2 separate regions of the Mus musculus genome follow, and region 2 is linked to region 1. Evidence: chromatin contacts called from public promoter capture Hi-C data. All regions are on one chromosome and are shown on one strand. Each heading gives the region's core, a stretch centred on a gene start, on an enhancer-like site or on the middle of the called end of the contact. The rest is flanking DNA. Distances are from core to core; before and after follow the strand shown.

The links. Promoter capture Hi-C pulls out the DNA fragments that hold promoters and counts their contacts.
Region 2: a promoter capture Hi-C map of epiblast stem cells shows a contact between it and region 1, with 3 times the contacts expected there. The contact joins the enhancer-like site here to the promoter of Nefl in region 1. A contact is called at or near these places in 5 of 39 promoter capture datasets (epiblast stem cells, hippocampal neurons, liver and 2 more), 1 of 484 Hi-C or Micro-C datasets (cerebral cortex) and 5 of 115 datasets of contacts at active chromatin or transcription factors (differentiating embryonic stem cells, embryonic forebrain, embryonic hindbrain and 2 more).

What each region holds. Positions count from the first base shown.
Region 1 is chr14:68,079,769-68,086,848 of GRCm38.p6, forward strand. Nefl (neurofilament, light polypeptide) reads left to right here and starts at 4,095. Exons shown (of 4, transcript NM_010910.2): 1 at 4,095-5,241; 2 at 6,206-6,330; 3 at 6,719-7,038. The coding sequence starts at 4,195. It overlaps Gm31107 (a long non-coding RNA gene), which reads right to left and starts at 1,106. Exons shown (of 3, transcript XR_383533.4): 1 at 1-1,106.
Region 2 is chr14:68,387,063-68,394,142 of GRCm38.p6, forward strand. No RefSeq gene overlaps it. Among named protein-coding and RNA genes, the nearest start is that of Gm31227, 47 kb to the right of the region's middle. Within about 2 kb of position 3,614, at least 5 of the 459 cell types and tissues checked have an H3K27ac peak or open chromatin away from gene starts, as enhancers often do. A contact at or near this core is called in epiblast stem cells, where this site is marked.

The DNA of each region.
Region 1 (7,080 bases), core at 2,845-5,344:
CAGGAAATTGGAAGTCAGGGTGTGGTTACTGCAGTTTGGGGCCTGAGCTACGTTTTGGCTAAACAACTTCTGAAAAGGTTAAGCTACAAATGGGTGGGAGGCTCTGTCTGAAAAGTAGTTACATCCTTATGTTACTGGTCATGTATCATTTTCACTGGGAAACTCCATTTCATTTTGTATCGGGATGTTTAGGGAAACTTAACCATCATACAGTGCATTGTCTCTGCTAGTTGTCCAAAGACAACATTCTCAGTTTCTGCCTTACAATATAGATCAGTCCATCAACGTGGACTGATGTTACCCAATCAGGAAGTGTTTGCGGCACGGCACGCCTGGGAGATTCTGCATCCTGCAGCACGCTTATCAAATTTCACAAAGGCAGAGAAGATGCAAACACAGATGAGCAGATCAGTGCTCGATTTGGAGGCACACACAGCTTGGGCTTGACGTAGCTGTGTGATTTCAAGTGACCGTTTTCTCCGAATAGCTTGCTCATAGAGATTTTTGTCCTTATTAAATAATAGATAGTAAGTGCCTGTTACTTGGTAGGTATCCCTTCTGTGTTTATTTATTTCCTTCATCTCTCCTTGGATTGATGTATGCACACCAGCACTGATGCCCTTGATGTATCTGTTTGAGGGTGAGGGAGATGGAGACCCACATGCTGTTCTGAGGCAGGACTGTTTGACTGCACTGCTGTTTGGAGGATAATTTGGCTCTCAGAACCATGGACAGAAGCCTACCACTCCCCTTGGCCTGTAAGAATTTCAGCCAATTACTGTGTGTGAACACACACACACACACCCCAAAACAGAAAAACAAACAACAAAACAAAAAACCCTAAACACCAATACAGAAATTGCTGTGCCAAAGGATTTAAAAATAAGTAACAGAAAAGCTATAGTCACCAGGTGGCCACTCGAAGGGTACAGAGTCTATTGTCACTGAAAAAGAAGTGCTATATTTTTAGTGGTCTTAAAACAATTGTACATTGTTATTGTGTAACTGTAATCCAAGTATATTTTGCTTTCAACTGACTGACCTGGAACAGTTCTTTGAAGGAATAGAGAGATGCTGAGGATAATTAAAATAGTGTGAATTTTGTCACCAATTCATATTTATCTTTATTTTTCATTTTATGTATCTATAAATCATGGCTTATTGGAAACTCTCAATTCCATGTTTGTCCTATGATTATAGGAAAATAAGTAGATAAAGATGATAAGGCTTATAGACTTTATTGAGAGAAAGAAGATATACACATACACACATACAGAGACACACAGAGAGACAGAAAGACAGGCACTCAGAGAGAAACAGAAGCAAAGACAGAAAGGAAGGAGTAGACCAAATGACCTACTACAGAAATCACCAAGGCAGAAATACTTAAGGGCAGGGGAAATGAAAGTCAAGTTGTTCCTTTTAAAAGTGTCTCACTCTAACTTGGCTCAGGCACACCAAGCAAATGTCACTTGGACTCTCAGAGCAAATGCTGACAAGAGGACTGGGAAGGGAGGATGACTGAGCAGAATATTTAAAAAGAGACAGGCACCTAGCAGAGAAGAACACAGAGCAGGGTAATGAAAGGGTGGGCACAAAATAGATTCAGGATGCCCCTCCATCTCCATGCAGATCTGAAGTGAAGCAGTTATAACCAGTGCCTATTGACAGATGCTATTAAAAAAAAAGAGTAGAGCCGCACTCATTCATGAATACTGGGACTGTCCCTTTCCTCTGCTTGTTCTTGGTCAGGATTAGCAAGAGAAAGGGTCCTGGATGCTTGCCATAAGGTCCAAGTACTTGCCTCATCTCCCTGCTACCTACTGGACCACAGAAGGTGCCCTATAGTTTATTTTCTCTGCAACATCTCCCGGCCCCTGCAGCACCAGATGCATCACTCCCTTGTGGGCAGTCTGCTCTGCAGTCAAAGGCATTATCAAGGAGCCCTGCCCCTCAATAGAAATCTCTCTCTCTCTCTCTGTCTCTGTCTCTGTCTCTCTCTCTGTCTCTCTGTCTCTGTCTCTCTCTGTCTCTCTCTGTCTCTGTCTCTCTGTCTCTGTCTCTGTCTCTGTCTCTGTCTCTGTCTCTCTCTCTCTCTCTCTCTCTCTCTCTCTCTCACACACACACACACACACACACACACACACACACGAGCACCTAAGATCTCTGAGAATGACCTGTAACTCTGGCGGAAAAGCACTGGCAGAATGGAAATGAACCACACCCAACCTTTACAAAAGATTGAAATAATAGAAGTTACATGGAGCGAGCTTGGGGGAAACAATTGAAACTCCTCTTCTATATGAGTAATGGGAAGGAAGAAAAGCCATGGCTTATTCAAGACTTTTTTTCTCTGTCCCACCTCCCAACCTCTTCAGTCCTCTTGTTCAGCGATGAATGAGAAAAAGAAGATACAGGCTACAGAGAACCATCTGAAGAAACGCTTGGCTCTGTATGCCAGCCACACTCAGGCAGCCTGGTGATTAGGTTTGAAAGCTTAGATTGTGTAAACACGGGTGGGCTTCTAATATGGCTTAGACTTAACAGCTTTAAGCCACCAGCAACCTTACAGAAGTCTTCTGCTTCAGCCCAGTTTTCTTCTTTGAAGGGGCGAGTTATCAGAATCACAGTATGTGTAACACGAGAAAGGAATATACAGAATTAAGCTCCCTTCATCCTCTGTTTGGTCTCCAGAAGCGACCGAGTACAACTCCAAAAATTTCACTACTTTTTACTTGAAAACGGTAACCTCCCACTGTGCCATTTAAAGGAATCAGCAAGCCAGCGATACATTGAACAAATTAAACAAAACGCCAAATGCTTGCTTAAAGGTTTTAGTTATTTCTTACAAATCTGCAGTATCTCTTCGGAACTGCAGGCGCTCACAACGCGAGTATGAAAATGTTGCACCCACGTGCGTTTGGCGTGCCCACTCTGGTATCTGGGTGCTCCCTGAAGGAAGCCCATAGGTTCCTAAGTGTATCTATTATCTGTGAATTTCAGCAGGCTCCATGCAGCGTTCTCTTCCTGAAGACCACACCCAGAGCGGGTAGCCCTTTGCAGCAGTCTCTCTCTCTCTCTCTCTCTCTCTCTCTCTCTCTCTCTCTCTCTCCCCATCTACCTTCATGGCTTGTTGAAACCATCAGGTTGGGGTACCACACAGGTGTTAAAAAGAGGAGAAGAGGCTTTTGAGGCGTTGGAAGTATGAATAGCTCAGTGAGGATAAAGGCACCCTGAAGTTCTCCCGCGGCCGAGCGCGCCCGTCTTTTGCCTTGCAAATCTTTACCTGGCTGGTTCCAACCCCTCCTAAGCATTCCCGACTACATTTCTCACAAAGAAAGGGGAAATTCTATGAAAGGTGTCAGACAAATTAACTGCTGTAAAGGTTTTAAAATGCCAAAATGAACACCCGCTGTCCTGCGGTTCCAATGGTGTGTAGTGGTGCAATTTCCCTATGTATTGAGAAGAAGAGTAATACGGAAAGAAATAGAAATAAAAATAAAAGGAGGCAGGAGAAAGTGGGGCGAATTTAAGAAAACGTCAGAAAATAGCTACAAAGACATGCAAAACTTTTCCTGCAGTAATGCCGCAAGAACATTAGCTATTGTCAGCAACCCAAACGTGCTGCTTAAACACGAATCAGGGTGCTTGAGAGGGTCCCTGAGGCAAAAAGGGAAAGCTGGGAGTGGGGTGGGGTGGGGTGGGGTGGGGTGAAGGTGTCTTTGTGACATTGGATGTTAAAAGTTGATGTGTCAGTAGGGATCGCGAACCTTTTTATTTGGAACATTTAAGAGTCCTAGTGATGTGGGCTTTAGGTATTAAGAGGCAGGATGGGACGGGGGAATAGGAAAGGAAAAGAATAAGCAGGGAAGTTATGGGGGTCTCAGAGAAAGTAGGGGTCCTCATAGAAAAGCGGCCAGGCTGGAGCCGCAGCTCGCTAGCCTTCTGTCGTTCGCCCCCGCCTTTGCTTTTGCGCAGAATCCTCCCCTTGGCTGCAGCAACGCGCTGCCCCCACTGGCCTGCGCACGGCGATCGATCACAGTCTGCGTCAGAGTCCCGGCGTATAAATAGAGGTGGCAGGACCGCGCCGAGCCGCACACAGCCATCCATCCTCCCCTTTCCCTCTTCTCCCCCGTTCTTCTCTCTAGGTCCCCCATCTCCGCCCCGGGCCTGAGGGGCGCACCGGCCGCCACCATGAGTTCGTTCGGCTACGATCCGTACTTTTCGACCTCCTACAAGCGGCGCTATGTGGAGACGCCCCGGGTGCACATCTCCAGCGTGCGCAGCGGCTACAGCACGGCGCGCTCCGCGTACTCCAGCTACTCCGCGCCGGTCTCCTCCTCGCTGTCCGTGCGCCGCAGCTACTCGTCCAGCTCTGGCTCTTTGATGCCCAGCCTGGAGAATCTCGATCTGAGCCAGGTAGCCGCCATCAGCAACGACCTCAAGTCTATCCGCACACAAGAGAAGGCACAGCTGCAGGACCTCAACGATCGCTTCGCCAGCTTCATCGAGCGCGTGCACGAGCTGGAGCAGCAGAACAAGGTCCTGGAAGCCGAGCTGTTGGTGCTGCGCCAGAAACACTCTGAGCCTTCCCGCTTCCGCGCCCTGTACGAGCAGGAGATCCGCGATCTGCGGCTGGCAGCGGAAGACGCCACTAACGAGAAGCAGGCGCTGCAGGGCGAGCGCGAGGGGCTGGAGGAGACTCTGCGCAACCTGCAGGCTCGCTATGAGGAAGAAGTGCTGAGCCGCGAGGACGCCGAGGGCCGGCTGATGGAAGCGCGCAAAGGTGCGGATGAGGCCGCGCTCGCCCGCGCCGAGCTGGAGAAGCGCATCGACAGCCTGATGGACGAGATAGCTTTCCTGAAGAAGGTGCACGAGGAAGAGATCGCCGAGCTGCAGGCTCAGATCCAGTATGCTCAGATCTCCGTGGAGATGGACGTGTCCTCCAAGCCCGACCTCTCCGCCGCTCTCAAGGACATCCGCGCTCAGTACGAGAAGCTGGCCGCCAAGAACATGCAGAACGCCGAAGAGTGGTTCAAGAGCCGCTTCACCGTGCTAACCGAGAGCGCCGCCAAGAACACCGACGCTGTGCGCGCTGCCAAGGACGAGGTGTCGGAAAGCCGCCGCCTGCTCAAGGCTAAGACCCTGGAGATCGAAGCCTGCCGGGGTATGAACGAAGCTCTGGAGAAGCAGCTGCAGGAGCTAGAGGACAAGCAGAATGCAGACATTAGCGCCATGCAGGTATAGTACGGTTTAAGCTCAGTGGGGGTGGGGAGGTCCACGGTAGGGGCGGCGGCGGGGGGGGGGGGAGTCAGGGTGTACCCAGAGAGTGAACGCTAGGGGGTTCTAGAGCACAGAGCAGCTATCAGAGGGCTTGGCTTCCGAGAGGTTGTGGAAAGGATGGGGCATTTGGAGGGGGCGGGGCGCGACTGCTGCCTGGGGATTGCTTGTTCTGGTTGAATCAGGGTTGTTAGGGGTGAGTTGGGAGGAAGGGGCGGAGGGAGTCGGAGTTGGGCGTTGCCAAGTAATGCCTTCTCTTTACTGACAACCCTTAACTCCCAAGTTACCCTCAGTACTTCCTGGATCTCCTGGTTAATAAATATGCCTGCTAGCTCTCACTAGTTTTGGGCCACCCAGCCTTGGGATAGTTTTTTTTTTTAATAGGGACACAAGAATACAGTCACAATATTTTAGCAATTAATCACTGCAGTCCATTAAAAAAAAAGTTCTTCATCTTTGGCGGGGGGAAGCATTTTAGACAAACAGCTACACAAATATATATAATTTAATTTTTATTTATATATTTATTTAGACAAACACACACACACTATATATATATTCCCCTTCCCAAATGCGACCTGGCTAAAAGAAATGTGACAAGGGTGGTTAATAATAATAATAATATCATCATCAATTTGGTAGTTTTAAAAGACAGCTTACCATAATCAATTGAGAACAATTTTCAAAATTGTTCACATCAGTCTACTCCCCTCCTCTTCCTCCTCTCCTTCTCTTGCTTCACTAGACTGGGCATTTTAGGCCAACCCCTCCCCCTATGCCCCACCCCACCCCATTATTTTAAGGGAGATTTCTGGAAGGTGTACACTTTGGAGTTAACTAAGACCAGAACTTATCATGGATACTACAGTAAAACAAATGCAGTAGAGATTTGTGTTTTGAATTTTTTAAAACAATCTTCCTACAGGACACAATCAACAAACTGGAGAATGAGCTGAGAAGCACGAAGAGCGAGATGGCCAGGTACCTGAAGGAGTACCAGGACCTCCTCAATGTCAAGATGGCCTTGGACATCGAGATTGCAGCTTACAGGTAACATCAGGGTGGTGCTGGCAGTGGGCATGGCGGCTCAGGACAGAGCAGATGACCCAGTCAGTGCAGTTATAGTGAGTCCCACGTGCTCTAGAATAGTCCTACTTTGGTCTTCCTCCAAGAGGGTACAAATGTGTAGGGAATTAACCCTGAAGTAACATAAGCCCTGTTCTTAGCATTCATATTTTAAACCTAATAGGGATGCATAGAAGGTCTTTTTGGGTGGGGTCTCTCGTGAACTCCTTATTAAATTTTGATTATGCCTAACCGTATTTGTTCTTGTATTTGCCTTTGAGGTTGGTTGTAGAGGAAAGTAATGAATGTGGGCTTAGAGCAATGAACACATCCAGCCTTGCTCTAACTGTACTCTTCATTCCCTCTCCACCAGAAAACTCTTGGAAGGCGAAGAGACCAGGCTCAGTTTCACCAGCGTGGGTAGCATAACCAGCGGCTACTCTCAGAGCTCGCAGGTCTTCGGCCGTTCTGCTTACAGTGGCTTGCAGAGCAGCTCCTACTTGATGTCTGCTCGCTCTTTCCCAGCCTACTATACCAGCCACGTCCAGGAAGAGCAGACAGAGGTCGAGGAGACCATTGAGGCTACGAAAGCTGAGGAGGCCAAGGATGAGCCCCCCTCTGAAGGAGAAGCAGAAGAGGAGGAGAAGGAGAAAGAGGAGGGAGAGGAAGAGGAAGGCGCTGAGGAGGAAGAAGGTATGAAAAGCATTAAAAAAAAACCCTTTCAGAATCTCTATT
Region 2 (7,080 bases), core at 2,364-4,863, 310 kb after region 1:
TTGCTAAGTATCATGTCCAAGTTTGTATTTATTAAATCAGAAGTTAAATGCATATACTCTACATGGTATTTTCTTTTGACATAGAATATTTTTTTCTCATGTATTGGTTGCTAATGGCACACAAGAGAAGGTGCTGATCTTGGTGTTCTTAGTACAGAACTTATACTAAGTGGGACTACTAAGAGTATGTAGTTATTTTTGACACATAACCACTTCAGCATAACATAAATTTTGGATGGCAATCCATACCCAACTGAATTTGGTATATTTAGCCTGTATTTATGAATTCATGTGCCACTTTACAAAGTATCACATAGAACTGTCTAGGCACAGTAGAAATGTGTGTGTATGTACAAGCATGTATTTGTAAGTTTGTGTATAATTTATATATCCATATATAAATCCATAAAAATGCACTGATTTCCTCTGTAGTCTACCATTATATAAATTCTCTGTCTCTTTGTCTCTCTAACTTATTTTCTAATGCATGAGTTGTTTTCTATGAGATCTTCCTTTAACATTATTATACTGCTAATTGAACATTACCTACTTTTCTCTGAGGAAACTCTCTGTTCAGACACTACTAATCTCTAATTGGACCACACCAATCAAGCGTAGAGTTTTTGCCATGAGGAATCAAGTAGTTTTCTTTGGATGTCGAGATTGCAGATATATGGCAAGAATCAGGAAATCTCAAGGGGGATTTAATTTAATCTCAGCTTGCTACTTAAAACTGGGGGCTCTAATTTGTGTATAGTTTGCCACCTACTACCCTGTACTGTAGATTCATGTGCTAGAAGCTTGAATCTGAATGGTGAAATTGTTGTTAAAGGGTAGCACTCTGTAAGTTATTTGGTCACCAGGGGCAATGGCATTGGAAGAGGTTGATATTAGCCTCCTGGAACGGATTTGATCTCTTGGGCTAAGAAGATTGAGTCTGGGTTCTTCTGCTTCCTTAATATATGATCTCTTTGTCTCATACATTATTTTTACCACGAGTCCCTCACCAGAGCCAAGCCCATGCTGGCAGTGCCACATTCTTGATTCCTCTCTATTGTGAAACAATACAGCTCTACCTTTACCACGTATCCAGCTCTAGCTGATAATGGAATGAGATAATGTGTGATCAGTTATCGCTCATGACTGTGCATCTTTCAAATGGAAACATTGGTTTTATAGGATTTATGTAAAGATGATAAGGGCTATTTTAAGAGTTCAGTAGGTTGAACGCTTATTATAAACCAAACAATATGTTAAACACACATACTTAGTCATTTTTGTGTAAGGATACTTAAAATTTCCTCTCTCTACATACACAACTCATTGTTCTTAATCATAGTCACCAAGAGTGATGGTTAATCTTAAATGTCAAGTCTATGGGACTTAGAATCGTCATGGAAGCACACTTCTGAACACATCTATGAGGGTATTTCCAGAAAGGTTTAAATGCAATGAGAAGCCACATACTGAGTGGGGCAGAACCATCCTGTATCCTGGGACACTGATCTGAATTGAAAGGAGAAAGTAAGATGACCACAAACATTCATCTCTCTGATTGCTGACTACAACTGCAATATAACCAGATATAACCAGCTGCCTCACACTCTTGTTTCCATAGATTCCCCACCACGATAGACTGTACACTTACTCCATCTATGAGCAAAGTAAACCATCCTTTTCTAAATTGCTTTTTAAAGAAATTTTGTCACCGCAAGGAGGAAAGTAATGTGTAGAGTAACAACACAACTTTCTGAGTTACTCCCCATAACTGAGAATTTCTGTTTTTTGACCAACATTTCCAAAAAATACTTTCCTACCATATATTTGGAAAACACTACTTTGCTCTACACGTCTAAGAACTGACTTTTGATTCGACATTTAAATGAGGTTACATGATTTCATCTTTCTGTGACTTATGTATCTGTCTGTCTGTCTGTCTGTCTGTCTGTCTCCCAGAATATCTTCTAGGCCCACAGTAGTCTTTCCTGTAACAATATATATTTAACATAGTTAGTTATCAGGAATACTTTTTATATATTTAATGGATGACTCAAAGCCAGTTCATTCTGGCATACAGATGAGAATTACCAGGACCAGGAAATGTATGAGTTGGTTGTTAAAGATGACTAATGATCAAAATTAAATTATACATGCTTTAAAATTAAATCATATCTTTAAAAGAAAATACTCAAAACCCTAATCACTTTGCTATATTTTCTCCATTTCCTATGTTTCTGAAGTTACTTATAAATCTTGTCATGACACCATTGTAAATAAACATGATGCTGTGTATCTTGCCTACTGTGCAAGATGTTGGCCAGTGAAAGAAAGTCTGACAAATTCCTTCACTCTTTTACTGTCCCACCAGCCAACAGATTTGTTTCAATTACACTTGTTCATGAAATGTAAATCCAAGTGTAGTGGTTAAGTGTGTCAGAGCTCAGAAAAGTCAAGAAAACACCCTGGGGTCAATAATGGCTATGAGGAATATTATTTGAAAAATTATGCTACTCAGCTATGACAGATGCATTTATGTTTAAAACATTTGCATATACACAGTCATATTTTTTTTCAGAGACTTATAAAATCTTCACTGATAAAACTTGGCTTGTGGTAGAAATTTAGCAAACACAGGTTAATGACAAAACATTTTTCAGTTTTTAAAGATTTGTTTAATTTTAATTTTGTGTATGGGGGAACACTGGGGCAAGGGAAGTGTGTATCTATATATGTGTGAGTACAGGTGCCTTTTGAGTCCAGAAGAGGGAGTTGGATCCCCTGTACCTGGAGCTAGAGGCAATTCTGAACCTTTCTGTGTGGGTGCTGAGAACCGAACTCAGATATTCTGCATGAGTCCTATGCACTGAGCAACGTCTCAAGCCCTGACATGTGCTGACTCATGTTTCTACATGCTCCCTGCCTTCCAGAAAACATTCCTCTAGCAAGAGTGCTGGGACGCTTTAGTGATTGTGGTAGGAGAGTTTGAAGGGGAGGAAAGAACTAGACAATTGACTGCCTCATGAGCTGGCAATGTTGAGGGACTGAATTTGGTGATGGAGAGGGAGAGATAAGAGGCCCACTTGTGGTTTTATTTTTCATGTAGATTTTTGTTTTATAAAGAGGGGCTTGTTTAAAGCTGCCTTGGGTAATGCCTATTCTAACTTGATCTGTCCACTTAACCAATAGAATTTCATCTTGACTCTGGCATTAGGATGTGTCTTAACCTAGTTTTCCTGTCCATTCTTTTCCTTAGAAGCAAATTTGAATTGCCATTTTTCTCCTTTGAATGGGAGAAATGTTCACCTTATAAGCACTTGTGTTGAGTGTGTTGGAAAGACTTGTTTCAAAGGAAAATGTTTTGCTCGCAACTTTCTCGAACTTCTTTTTTTTTTTCCTGTGTAACATGTGAAATACTCATTTGCTGCAATCATAGGCTATTGTAGGAGCTTCTCAGGGTATTGGTCATCTCATATCAAATCAATAATATGTGTTACACAGAGAATTAAAAGGTGTGATTTCATCACCTTCTTGCCTCATTCTATTGTGTGCCCTCCTCCTAGCCTTGAGCCGGCTGAATCAGACTTTGTTTTGCCACAGTTGGCTAGCCCACCTAGAGTGGAATCTTCTGACTTAGGCAAAATCTATTGTCCTGCCACTTCTGCAGTTTCCTGCAGAAGCTACTACCTGCTGAGCAGCTGAGTGAGCTTGTTTTCCTGATGAGTTCCTGACAAAGTGGGGGATGGGTTTCTCCCCTTTCAAAATTCAGACTCAAGAATTAAAGTTGAGCCTTGATCAGAGAACTTTGTTATTTCTCACCATCCTTCCAATCCATCCCCAGCTTTCCTTTTAGAAACCCAGTAACCCAGAGCCACTGGAGGCTACAATATTGGGTTTCTTTTTATGTGCTGTGCTTCTGTGAATGTCTTAATAGATGATTTCAACAGATGATTTCTTTTTCTTTGATGAGGGAAAAAACAATGAATGAGCCAACCCTACCTTTCTCTTTCTTTGTGTTCTATGTAGTAATCACTGTTCATTTATTTCTAGAATTTGAGTACAAAAACTGAAAGAGAGAGAGAAAGGTCTGTTGTCTGCTTTTCTCAATGCCAGGCACTGTGTGCAGACAGCTTTAATGAATTCTCATGCTAGCTCAGCAAGCATATAACTATGTCTCCTTTCACAGTGAGGAAAACGAAAACCTGGAAGATTACAGCGTGTAGCCCATTCTGAGTGCGAATATAACCTTCTTACTGCAAGAACTGTTTTTCTACTGCAATGCAGTTAGTTTTGGTTGACATTTAAAACTTTAAAAACCAAGTTGTAAGTATCACACTATAATATTTCTTACCACTGTCTTTACTGTAAGTAAGCAGCAAAATGAAGCAGAAAACAAATAAACAACATCAAACAAACAAAAAACGTGGGTAGAGAACCAAAAGATAGATTCAAACTGTTCACTCTTGAAACTGGCACTTGAAAGACTCACTATTTTGGTTAAGTCATGTAAAAATTTGTACTGGTAATTTTTTGCAATTCAGGCATACAAACTAGAAGATTCTTGAATTTAATTGGCACCACTCAAGTTTCCTTATATGAGTTTCCTTCTATTCCCATGTTTCCAGTAAGGAAACATTGCATGTTTCCTTTATGAAGAAAAATGGATGTAAGTAGGAAGTAGGCACTTCCAATCCCAGACTAATACAGGAATTGATGAATGCTTGTCCTCTTGAGATAAAGGACTGATTGTATTTTGTCCCAAATTATGTTAGAACAACATTTTATCATTTTGCACCGTTTTGCACTGATTGATAACAAGATGCTGTTATCATCAGTAAATGGTATTTTTCCTTTACTGAAAAAAAAAAAACCACCAGGAGGAAATGTAGTTTTCTGTATGGATGGGTCAGCCTGGGGGTGAATCTGTGTCTCCTGATATTTATTACCATGGCTACCACGTAACCTAAGATGCATGTAATGGAGAGCCAAGTGCCTTGTGCAGAGGAGCAGCTGGGATGCTCTGACAAGGGCATGACCCCATGCTGGAGAAAGAGAGCCTAGAAAGAGACATCAGTCTAACCAGGGATTGCTTCCCAGGCTGCAGAGTCAAACTGTCTCCTAGAATACCGCAAGAATTCATCCATCAAAGAAAGAATAACCGGCTGCTGTGTGTGAGATCAGTGACCAGAGATTCTGCAACAGTGAGAAATGTTCTGTAAATCATTTCTTTGTCTGCCATAAGGTTTGTATTTTGTGTCTACATATTGAATCATGAAGTTCCACCATGACTCCTGTGTAAATCTCCTCTACATTATCTCTGGAAAGATGCCCAGATATGCCAGTGGGATCTGTAAGTTATCACTCATCCAATTTGTAACTAATTGTATGGACTTTTGATTTTGTACCTGGCACTTGCAACATGCTTTGATATAACTTACTTTCTCATTTTTTAAATAACAAATTTATATATATGTATGTATTGTACGTGTGTGTGTGTGTGTGTGTGTGTGTGTATGATTATTTTTAAATGAGGAAGTTGAGCCAAGGTCCAAGTTCACCCTGGTAGTAAGTGAGCAAACCAATGAATGTTGCAACTTTGATATGTTGGACTCTGTAAGTTTACAACTGAACACAGTCTTAAGTGCCCTTTTTTATAAATTAATGTTCAAAGTCTATGACTTGTTTTGTAGTTGTCTTTCTCAATCCATCCTCTTTCAGTCATCCTCACAGTCACTGTTTTAGCAGACATTTTTAACAACCCACACTTGAACTATTTTCAAAAGTTTCTCCCATAGTAATCTTTATACATCCATAAAACAGAAATCAGGTAGATTATTCCTTTATTTAAGATCCTTCAATCTGATTGTCTAGCTCTGGGCTCGCTGTTCAGTCTGGAGGACACTTGGGGAATCCCAAGAACATCCTATTTCCCCATGAAAACCTTCGAATGCCCCAACACTAACCAGCTTGGTCCCCTGTTACACCAATTCCATTCCAATTGGATCCACCCACCATTGACCAGGATGCTCCCTTCAGAGTAGGGTCCACCACTGGAGTTGCAGCCTGCAGAGTGGGATCTGCTTGAGGTACATCCAGCAGAGTAAGATACTTTGACCTCCACTGTCTGTCCCATGACTTCCCTCATCTTCCAGAGAAGACATGCTGCCGTCAGGATCATCCAGCCAACCGCAGGGAAAGCCAGATGCCTAAAGAACAGTGTAAGAACACAAACAACAGGACCCAATACACTATGGCACCACCAGAGCCCAGCTATTCTGCTACATCAAACCCTAGATACCCTAATGAAGCTGATGCACAAGAAGAGGATCTTAAATATAATCTTATCAGGGCAATAGAGGATTTTAAAAGGAGCATGAATAAATCCCTTAAGGAAAGACAGGAAAATATATTCAAACAGAGATATTAAAAAAGGACACAGATAAGTACAAAGAAATTCAAGAAAATACAATCAAATAGGTGAAGGTTATGAATAAAACTCTCCAAGACCTGAAAAGGGAAATAGAAGCAATAAAGAAAACACAAACTGAGGTAAGCCTAGTGATGGAAAACCTAGGATAAAGAACAGGAACTATAGAATAAAGGAGACAGAGGAGAGAATCTCAGGTGTAAACAATACAGTAGGAAAAATTGATATATCAGTCAAAGAAAATGCAAAATCTAAAAAGCACATGACACAAAACATCCAAGAAATTTGTGATACCATAGAAAGGCAAAACCTAAGAATAATAGGATTAGAAGAAGATTCCCAGCTCAAAGGCCCAGAAAATATCTTCAGCAAAATCATATTAGAAAAGTTCCCTAACACAAAGAAAGAGATACTTATAAACATACAAGAAGCTTGCAGAACATGAAACAGATTGGTACAGAAAAGAAAAAGTTCCAGCTATATAATAGTCAAAACACTAAATATACAGAACAGAGAATTTTAAAGGAAGCAAAGGGAAAAGGACAAGTAACATATAAAGGCAGACCTATCAGGATTACACCTGAGTTCTCACCTGAGAATCTAAAAGCTAGATGGAGCTGGGCAGAGATCTTACAGACCCTAAGTGACCACAGATG